Regions from separate parts of the Mus musculus genome. Here region 2 is linked to region 1. Evidence: chromatin contacts called from public targeted proximity ligation data. All regions are on one chromosome and are shown on one strand. The core of a region is the stretch at or near the end of the contact, and the rest is flanking DNA. Distances in the headings are between cores, read along the strand shown. Region 1 has its middle 3.2 kb from the start of Gm9895. Region 2 has its middle 50 kb from the start of Mir101b.

The links.
Region 2: a contact with region 1 is called in a targeted proximity ligation map of embryonic stem cells, with 6 read pairs. A contact is called at or near these places in 15 of 484 Hi-C or Micro-C datasets (the AML12 cell line, B cells, CD4 T cells and 8 more) and 13 of 130 datasets of targeted methods (CD8 T cells, the HPC-7 cell line, bone marrow-derived dendritic cells and 8 more).

The regions. Positions count from the first base shown.
Region 1 is chr19:29,062,049-29,066,090 of GRCm38.p6, forward strand. No RefSeq gene overlaps it. Among named protein-coding and RNA genes, the nearest start is that of Gm9895, 3.2 kb to the right of the region's middle.
Region 2 is chr19:29,183,729-29,187,770 of GRCm38.p6, forward strand. No RefSeq gene overlaps it. Among named protein-coding and RNA genes, the nearest start is that of Mir101b, 50 kb to the left of the region's middle.

The DNA of each region.
Region 1 (4,042 bases), core at 668-3,167:
TGTTGAGGACCAGGCACTGGGGAGATGTCTCTGAGCCTGACTGGGGGTGGGAGAACAGCAGATATACAACCAGAGGACCTGAGTTCAGATCCCTAGCACCCACTGAAAGAGCAGGTATGGCCACTGGCACCTGCAACCCCAGCACTGAGGAAGGGGGAATGAGGCGTGGAGACTGGTTGATCCTGGGGCCTGCTGTCCAGCCAGCCTAGTGAAAACCAGAGTTCCAGGTTCAGGTTCCTTTATCTTAAGGGAATAAGGCAGAGAGCAAATGAGGAAGTCACCTGTCCCCTGACCTCTCCCGGCTGGCCTGGCCTTTGTGCACTTATAAGGGCATCCTTACACACACACACACACACACACACACACACACACACACATAAACACACACACACACAAGCACACCCATCTACACATCCTCACATACACAAAGACTGTTACAGACCCGAGCAAAATATCTTTGAAAGCCATGCACTGCCCATCCCTGTGTCTGACCCAGGATGTATTCTTAACAGACCACCAGTTTCCACCAACCCAGAAGTTAGGATGTTAGCAGATCACATCTGGGACCTATAACAAAGGTTCCCTGCTTTGCTGTAGCCTGCCTAACTGTTGTCTCCACCAGTGTATTTGGTAACTGTCTTGACTTATGACTTTGTTCCATAATTAATACATCTCATGTGGCCCTTTGCAGTGGGATCTATCTTTCTGGTCTGCTTGGATCTGTGTTCCTGGGCTGTGGTCACCCACATTTGGCTCCAGAATAAACTATCCCATTTGAGGCAAGAACTGTGTTTTGTATCAACAGCAGAAGAACAGAGTGAGAAGTTTCTCCATGCCCCTTAGGGACAAAGAGTGGACATCCAGAAAAAGTCTGTTTTTGACTCCAAATAGCACCCACAGACATATATCTGTGGAGAAAGTTACACAGATATAAAAGGAATTCCAGGGGCTGGATCAGATCAGCTGTGGGCATGGTGTGATGTCATATAAAGAACGGGCTAGTCTGGGGCTCAGCAGGAAAGCCATGTTCATTCCCAGCAAAGCAAAACCAATACAAAACAAAAGGACTTAGAAGGCCAGGGGTCCGGCTCGGTGCATGAAGACGCTTGCTGACAGCAGTGATGACCTGGGTTCAACCCCCAGGACCCACGGGATAGAAGGATGCTGAGAAGGGGACCTATAGGACCTATACCTGTTTCTTATATTCAAAACCAAGTCAATCCAGGACATGAATGGGAGCCCAGGGCTCACCTGCAGCCATAGTTAAAAGCAGGGCAACAACATTCATATCATACTCACACCCCCATCTTACACTAGTAATCAAACCTAAGCCTTCAGTTGCCTACAACTGCTCTGGCTGTGGCTCCTCGTGCTACCTGCAGAAGTAGGGGAGTCCCAGGCCCCATTGCCTTTACAGATTTTTCGGCTTTTCTCTATATTTACTTTTTCCTCATGGATTTCCTGTTCCTCAGAATCACCTAGATGAGTCGTCTTTACCCTTCCTAATGTTGTGACCCTTTAATATAGTTCTTCATGCTGTGGTGATCTACGACCATATATATATATTTTTTGTGCTACTTTATAGCTGTAATTTTGCTACTATTATGAATGGCAATGTAAATATCTGTGTTTTCTGACGATTTTAGGCAACCCCTGTGAAATATCCCCAAAGGGGTCGCAACCCACAGGTTGAGAACTGCTGAGTCAGCCATTCTGTTTAAAAATACAGGTTCTCAGGACCTATTCTAGTCCATTAACTACAATCTTTTTAGAGGAGAGTCTAAAAGTCTGAACTTCATCTCAGGATGATTCCGGCTTGTGCCTAGTTTTAAGAAGTACGGCACTAGACAGGGCAGTGATGATATTCCTTTCACTGAGGACACAGCGCCTGGCACTTCACCAACACACCTGACTGCTTTCAGAATGAATAGGCGGAATGAGCTGCCCCGCCCCCACTCTACCCACGTGGCCGTGCCTGGCCAATGAACATTCAGTTGCTAAGATTCCACCTACCGGCAGGTGGCGCTGAGTCGACGTAAATGCCGTCCCAGGAAATGTTTTGCTGGAAATTCAAGCCTCAAAGGCAGCTCAATTGGATTATATTTTTACGTATTTACTTTGTCTGTAACTCTCACTTGTATGAGTAATTTGGTTTCTGATGGCGTGCTTTGAATGAGAGAAGCCAGGGAACGCAACCTGACAAGGCCTGGGAGGTAATGAAAGGACTGGATGGACACTCCTAATGGTCCTAGTTTTCATTCTCTATGAGCAAGCACTGTGTGTTATGAAATTACTCAAAGACACAAATGAGTCTGCCATTTCAGTAAGAGTGTAGCTAGCCTGTAATTTCTGTTAGTCATCTACTGTTTCCTTTATGGGTGTTTAATTGGACTAACCTTTTAAAACCATTTCCCTCACAAAGCTGTCTGAAGGGCTGTCTTGGCAGTCTTTTGAGACGTGGGAAGTCAGCCCACAGTTAAAGGCTGGGGCTCCGTAGCCAACGCCTCTTCCCCTTCCCCCAAAGGGCATCGGCGTGCAAGTGACTGATAGGGCTGGCCTGAACCAACAGCCAACTATCAGGCAAGACCATGGCCCCGGCTGAACTGGTTTCTTCTGCCAGCAGACCTTCAGCCAGGGGCCCTGAAGGAGGAACCATCCTGAGGTGCTTGCTGTCTTCCCAAGGCTCCAAGCCCAAAGCAGAGAGAATTGGGACTCGAAGGAGGAAGCAAGGAGTCTACAGCACAGACTCCTTGCACAAGAGGGCGTAATTCAAGGGAATCACACAGTTTAGGTCACACCATAGCATAGAGTTCCTGGGAAAGAAGAGAGGAGAGCAGGGAGGGGAGGGGTGGAAAGGGGAGGAGAGGGAGAGGGAGAAGGGAGGGGAGGGGAGGGGAGGGGAGGGGAGGGGAGGGGAGGGGAGGGAAAGGAGAATCTATTAAATTAAATGCTTTAAGGGCTCGGTGGTGGTGGTGCATGCCTTTAATCCCAGCCCTTGGGAAGCAGAGGCAAGTGGATCTCTGTGAGTTCAAGGCCATCCTGGTCTACAGAGTGAATTCCAGGACAGCCAAGACAACACAAAGAAACCTTGTCCCAAAAATAAACAAACAAACAAATACTGTGATGACTAATACCTTGTATGATAATTTTTTTAAAACAAATACTATAAAATAACAAAAGAACGGATACAATTTCTCATTTTCTTCCTTGAATAACCTGGTATACAGTTAGATAGGAGCCAAGCAAAACAGGCAACCAGAAGCCAGTGTGACCCAAACTGACTCGTAGGGGGGTGTCCTGTTTGGAGGTGTCTGGTATGAGCATAGGAGCCCAAGTGGCATGAAGACTGCATACAGATGTGTTTGAGTTAATGGGGGGCAGAGCTTCCCATTCCTGAAGAGCTAACATGCAACTCTAGGGAAAACTCTAGGGAAAGCTGCATGGGGTTGAGCTCAGAAGCATCAAGTCCACTGTGTGTGTGTGGAATAAATCTAGAGGAATGCCCGAGTCCTTACATGGTCATGTCCACATAGCCCCAGTTTTCTGCACTGGAAGGGAGGGAGATCAGCTGTGTTCTGGTTTCTAAACAGAATCCTTAAAAGGACCAAGACCCCTTAGGTTAAACGAGTGGCTGACTGTAAGACTAAGAAAAGTAGCTGGGTTCTTCAGGGCGCTCAGGCAGGATTGCAAGTACAAGGTCTTCCAGGACTGTAGTAGGAGACCTTGTCTCAAAGTGAAAAGTAAAACAGGGGCTGGAGAGGTGGCTCAGAGGTTAAGAGCACTGATTGCCCTTCCAGAGGTCCTGAGTTCAATTCCCAGCAACCAATTCCCAGCTCAGGACCATTTGTAATGCTATCTGATGCCCTCTTCCGGCATGCAGGTGTGTATGCAGAAAGAACACTCTTTCATGTTAAATAAATAAATCTTAAAATAAATAAATAAGACAAGAGCCAGAGATATGGTTCAGGGTGGGAGATCTTCAAGCACGCATGAAGCCCTTGGTTCAAGCTCAGCATTGTAAAAATAAAGAAAAATAAATAAA
Region 2 (4,042 bases), core at 758-3,257, 120 kb after region 1:
CTTAGCAAAATTCAAGCTCCAAGCTCCAGAGTGATTTCCTCAGGGAGGCCCTAAGCCTCGGGCTGGATTTTTTCTGTTTTTTCTTTTCTTTCTTTTCTTTCTTTTGTTTTTCAAGACAAGGTTTCTCTGGGTAGCCCTGGCTGTCCTGGAACTCACTCTGTAGACCAGGCTGGCCTCGAACTCAGAAATCCGCCTGCCTCTGCCTCCCAAGTGCAGGGATTAAAGGCGTGCGCCACCACTGTCTGGCCTCTGGCTGGATTCTTAAATGGTACGTACCTTTTGCTGGTTAAAGGTCTTGGCACATTTCCTTGGTTTCAGATTTCCTGTCTCCAAGGTGGTAGTCATGATAGTACCTATGTTCAAGGCTGTTTACATCATGTGAGACAGGCATGTAAACTCCACAGCACAATGCTTAGCACAGGAAACTGCTCAGGAGATGTCAACATCTCATGTTCTACCTTTTGGGGACCTCATTACTTTGGGAACTGAATTGTGACCAAATTGCTACACTGAGACTCTTACGGTTCCTGAAGCAGATTATCTCCACTCTGTTGCTCTTGCTGCTTGCTTCCAGCCCTGGGCACAGAATAATCTGACATAAACTTTTATAAGCTTTTTGACACAAGACAAGTTATGCTAGGCATGGCTAGGCATGGTGGTGCACGCCTTTAGCCCCAGCGCTGGGGAGGCAGAGGCAGATGAGGCTCTGTGAGTTTAAGGCCAGCCTGATCTACAAAGCTAGTTCCAGGACAGACAGGGCTCTATTAAACAGAGAAACCCTGTCTTAAAACAGCAGCAACAACATCAACAAGAAAAAAGAGAAATAAAAATACATTAATTTTTGCAGATAATATGGATTTTTTTTTCTTGTGAAGACACATTAAGGAGCCTTCTTATCATATATTTCACCCTCAATTGGGAAGCTAATTACTAATCTGCTCTGATGATGCCTTCTTTCTGGGCTGGAGAGATGCCTCAGTGGTTAGCAGCACTGACTGCTCTCCCAGAGGTCCTGAGTTCAATTCCCAGCAACCACATGGTGGCTCACAATCATCTGTACTGGGATCTGATGCCCTCTTCTGGTGTGTACTCATATAACTAAAATAAATCGAGAGAGAGAGAGAGAGAGAGAGAGAGAGAGAGAGAGAGAGAGGAGGAATACCTTCCCTCACATGCCTACAGTAATATTTGTCCATCCTTTAACACTTAGTGGTAATAGTTCCAGGATGTCTTAGCTGGGTCAGGGCTAGGCTCAGGCTAGTCTGATGATACAGTCAGGCCCTGGCTTGCCAGGTGGTCAAGGAGCCCCGAGAACAGGAGGCTTGGTCCTGGACCATTAGTGAGTTCAGGTAGCGCAGCTCTTGTGTTTCAAAGTTATTATGGGATGGCTGGATGGGTATTCATCATGGTCAGAGTGGCACGGTCCCTGGATGTACTTTTAGTGCTTAGTCAAGCAGGGCAGGGAGTGGAAAGGCTCTTCTGAGCATTGCATCCTTTGAGGCTGGATCAAGTGGATTCAGCGTCTCACGTCTTTGGCTCCTTTTGTGAGTATTAATAGGCCTTTTGAAGGCTCCAGGAAACAGCTTTGAAGGAGAGGCTCTGAGAGGCTAGACTGCCTGTGGTCAAGCAAAGAGGGAAGCTTACTGCTGATGAAACTCGAATAGTAATGCTAATGTCATTTATCTCTGTTCTAAAGACAAATTAGAAGCTGAGCTATTTTGGATTGCTCCCCCCCCCCGCCCCCGGCCCCCACCCAATGTCTCAACATCAGAGGCCTTATAAAAAGAATGCGGATTTCCTTATAAAGAAAATAACACGTAAACACTCTTCAGGGCCAGCCATTACATCCTGTACTTACATATTTATGTGTTTAATTTTAATTACCCATAAAACCTGGCGCGGTGTGGGTACATAGCAGGAGCTAAAAGAGTTTATAGTAGAACGTGTTGCTGATCGTGCTGGGCACGGAGGTTTAGACAGTTCATTAGTGGATTGTGGTTTCTTTTCACAAGCATTGGATTTTCTGCCATGACTCACACTAACAGGAAGGCAGATGAAACATCTCCACTGATAACTGGAATGTTTTCTCTTTATGACTTAAACTGAGATTCACTTACATCGGAACCAGATACAATCAGGGCTGAGCAGCGACAACAACAACAAAAAAAAAAGTGAAGAATTTTTGTGGTAAAATCATATTTCCCCCCCTTTGATGAACAATGCTGATGGAAGTTCCTCTGCAAAGGGTTTTACTGGCTCTGAAGACGTTTCCCAATAGCTTCCAACCCCTTATCACTAGGGTGGCTATCTGGGCATTCTTGTTTCTGTATTTTGTGCAGGACAGATAGAAGATATCTGGAAACTTATCTTGTTAGGTAAAGCTCTTCCTACGCCCTCTTCCAAAGAACTCCCCTGAGCTTGGGGAGTTTGTTGTGTTTGTACATTGTCTGAGAAACAAGAGGTTCTGTTGGCTTCTGGGACCCTGGAAATACAATGACACTGGGGCTCAGAGAGAGATGGCACTAGCAGGCTTCCTCTTCCTTTGAGAAGAGGGTAGGTAATCTGAGAAGACCAGCGTTGGGGAAGTTATTGTCCCTGAGTATTTTCCTTGTTTTTTCCCCCCTCATTCCAAAATGCATTGTTATTGCTTAGATACCTTTTCTGTAATAAATTATAAAATCGGGCATCTGCAGTAAAAGCTATCCTGTTCTTGAGTCCTTGATTTTTTTTTTAAGAGGATCTTGCTATATAGTTCAGCCTGCCCTTGAACTGTCCCAGGCGTTCTAGTGCTGGCATTACATGGGTGAGTGAGGAAGCTCTACACTGTCTTTTAACATGCTAGCTAAGCTAGATCGAAGCCTTATATTGCAGAGCACAGGTATGTAGCTCAGAGGCACAATGCTGACTTAGCATGTATGAAGCCCTAAGTTAAATCCCAAGGACCACAGAACGAAGTAAAGGTGGTTGAAATCATAGTGTCGCTTTGCTCACCTGTACCTGTCTCTTCTTTCCCCTCTGATTATAAGTCAGGGACAAGGGTTTGGAAAGGGACGCTGGAAGAGAACTTTTCTAGCCTCTTCTAGGCTTCTCATAGCTTCCTGGTGAGCGTTATTTGTCAAGTGCCTGTTGTGAGCCAGGCAAGGCCATCCATCCAGCAACCCTCTGTGGGAGCAGGTACTACAGTCCCTATCATCCTTATGAGTCTGTGGGGCTCAAACACTTAGAGTGCAATTTAACCCCTGTTCTGTTTTATCCCTGTACCACAGAGGACAGGAATGCGTTCTGTGAAGTCTAAGGCCTTCTCAGTCCTTTTGGCTTCTGGCTGGTACCTTCCAGGAGAACCACCGGTTATAGGGAAGGGAAACAGAAGAAAAGGAAGGCCACAATACGGACCTGACCAAAGGAAGAGCAAGAGATTCCTTGGGAAATTGCTGGCAGATGTGTGTTCTGGTTTTGTTTCTGTTGCTGAGATAAGATACCCTGATACAGAGCCACACAGGGCAGGAAAGCGTTTGTGTGGCTTACAGTGACAAGGTACACTCCGTTATTTTGAGGAAACCAAGACAGGGACCTGAGAAGCTAGCCGAATCACATTCACAGTCAAGAGCAAACAGAGACACCAATTGTCCCTTCGCTTGCGAAGCTAGCTTTCTCCTCTCTCATACGGTTCAGGACTCTTTGCAGGGAAAGGTAATGGTCTTCCCACGCAAAGTAACAACAGGGAAAGGAAATGGTCTTCCCGAGTAAAGGAACAACTAGTCCTCCCTGCATATGCCCGCAGGCTAACCGGGTCTGGATGGTCAACTCAAATTGACAGTTAAAATTAACCGATACAGTGAGGAAAAAGAAAGATACAAACCAAAATCCTGGAAAATACCAGCAACAGTCCCACAGTGTCCTTGTTTTATAAGGGGGAGGGGCATTTTCCTGGCTCCCTGGAAGTTGACCTGGAAGTTGACCAGTACTTAATGCTCTGCTCTATCTAGTGTTTTTGCTTTTTCAACTACGTTGTAACACAAGGTGTTAAGATAAGTAGGCTAAC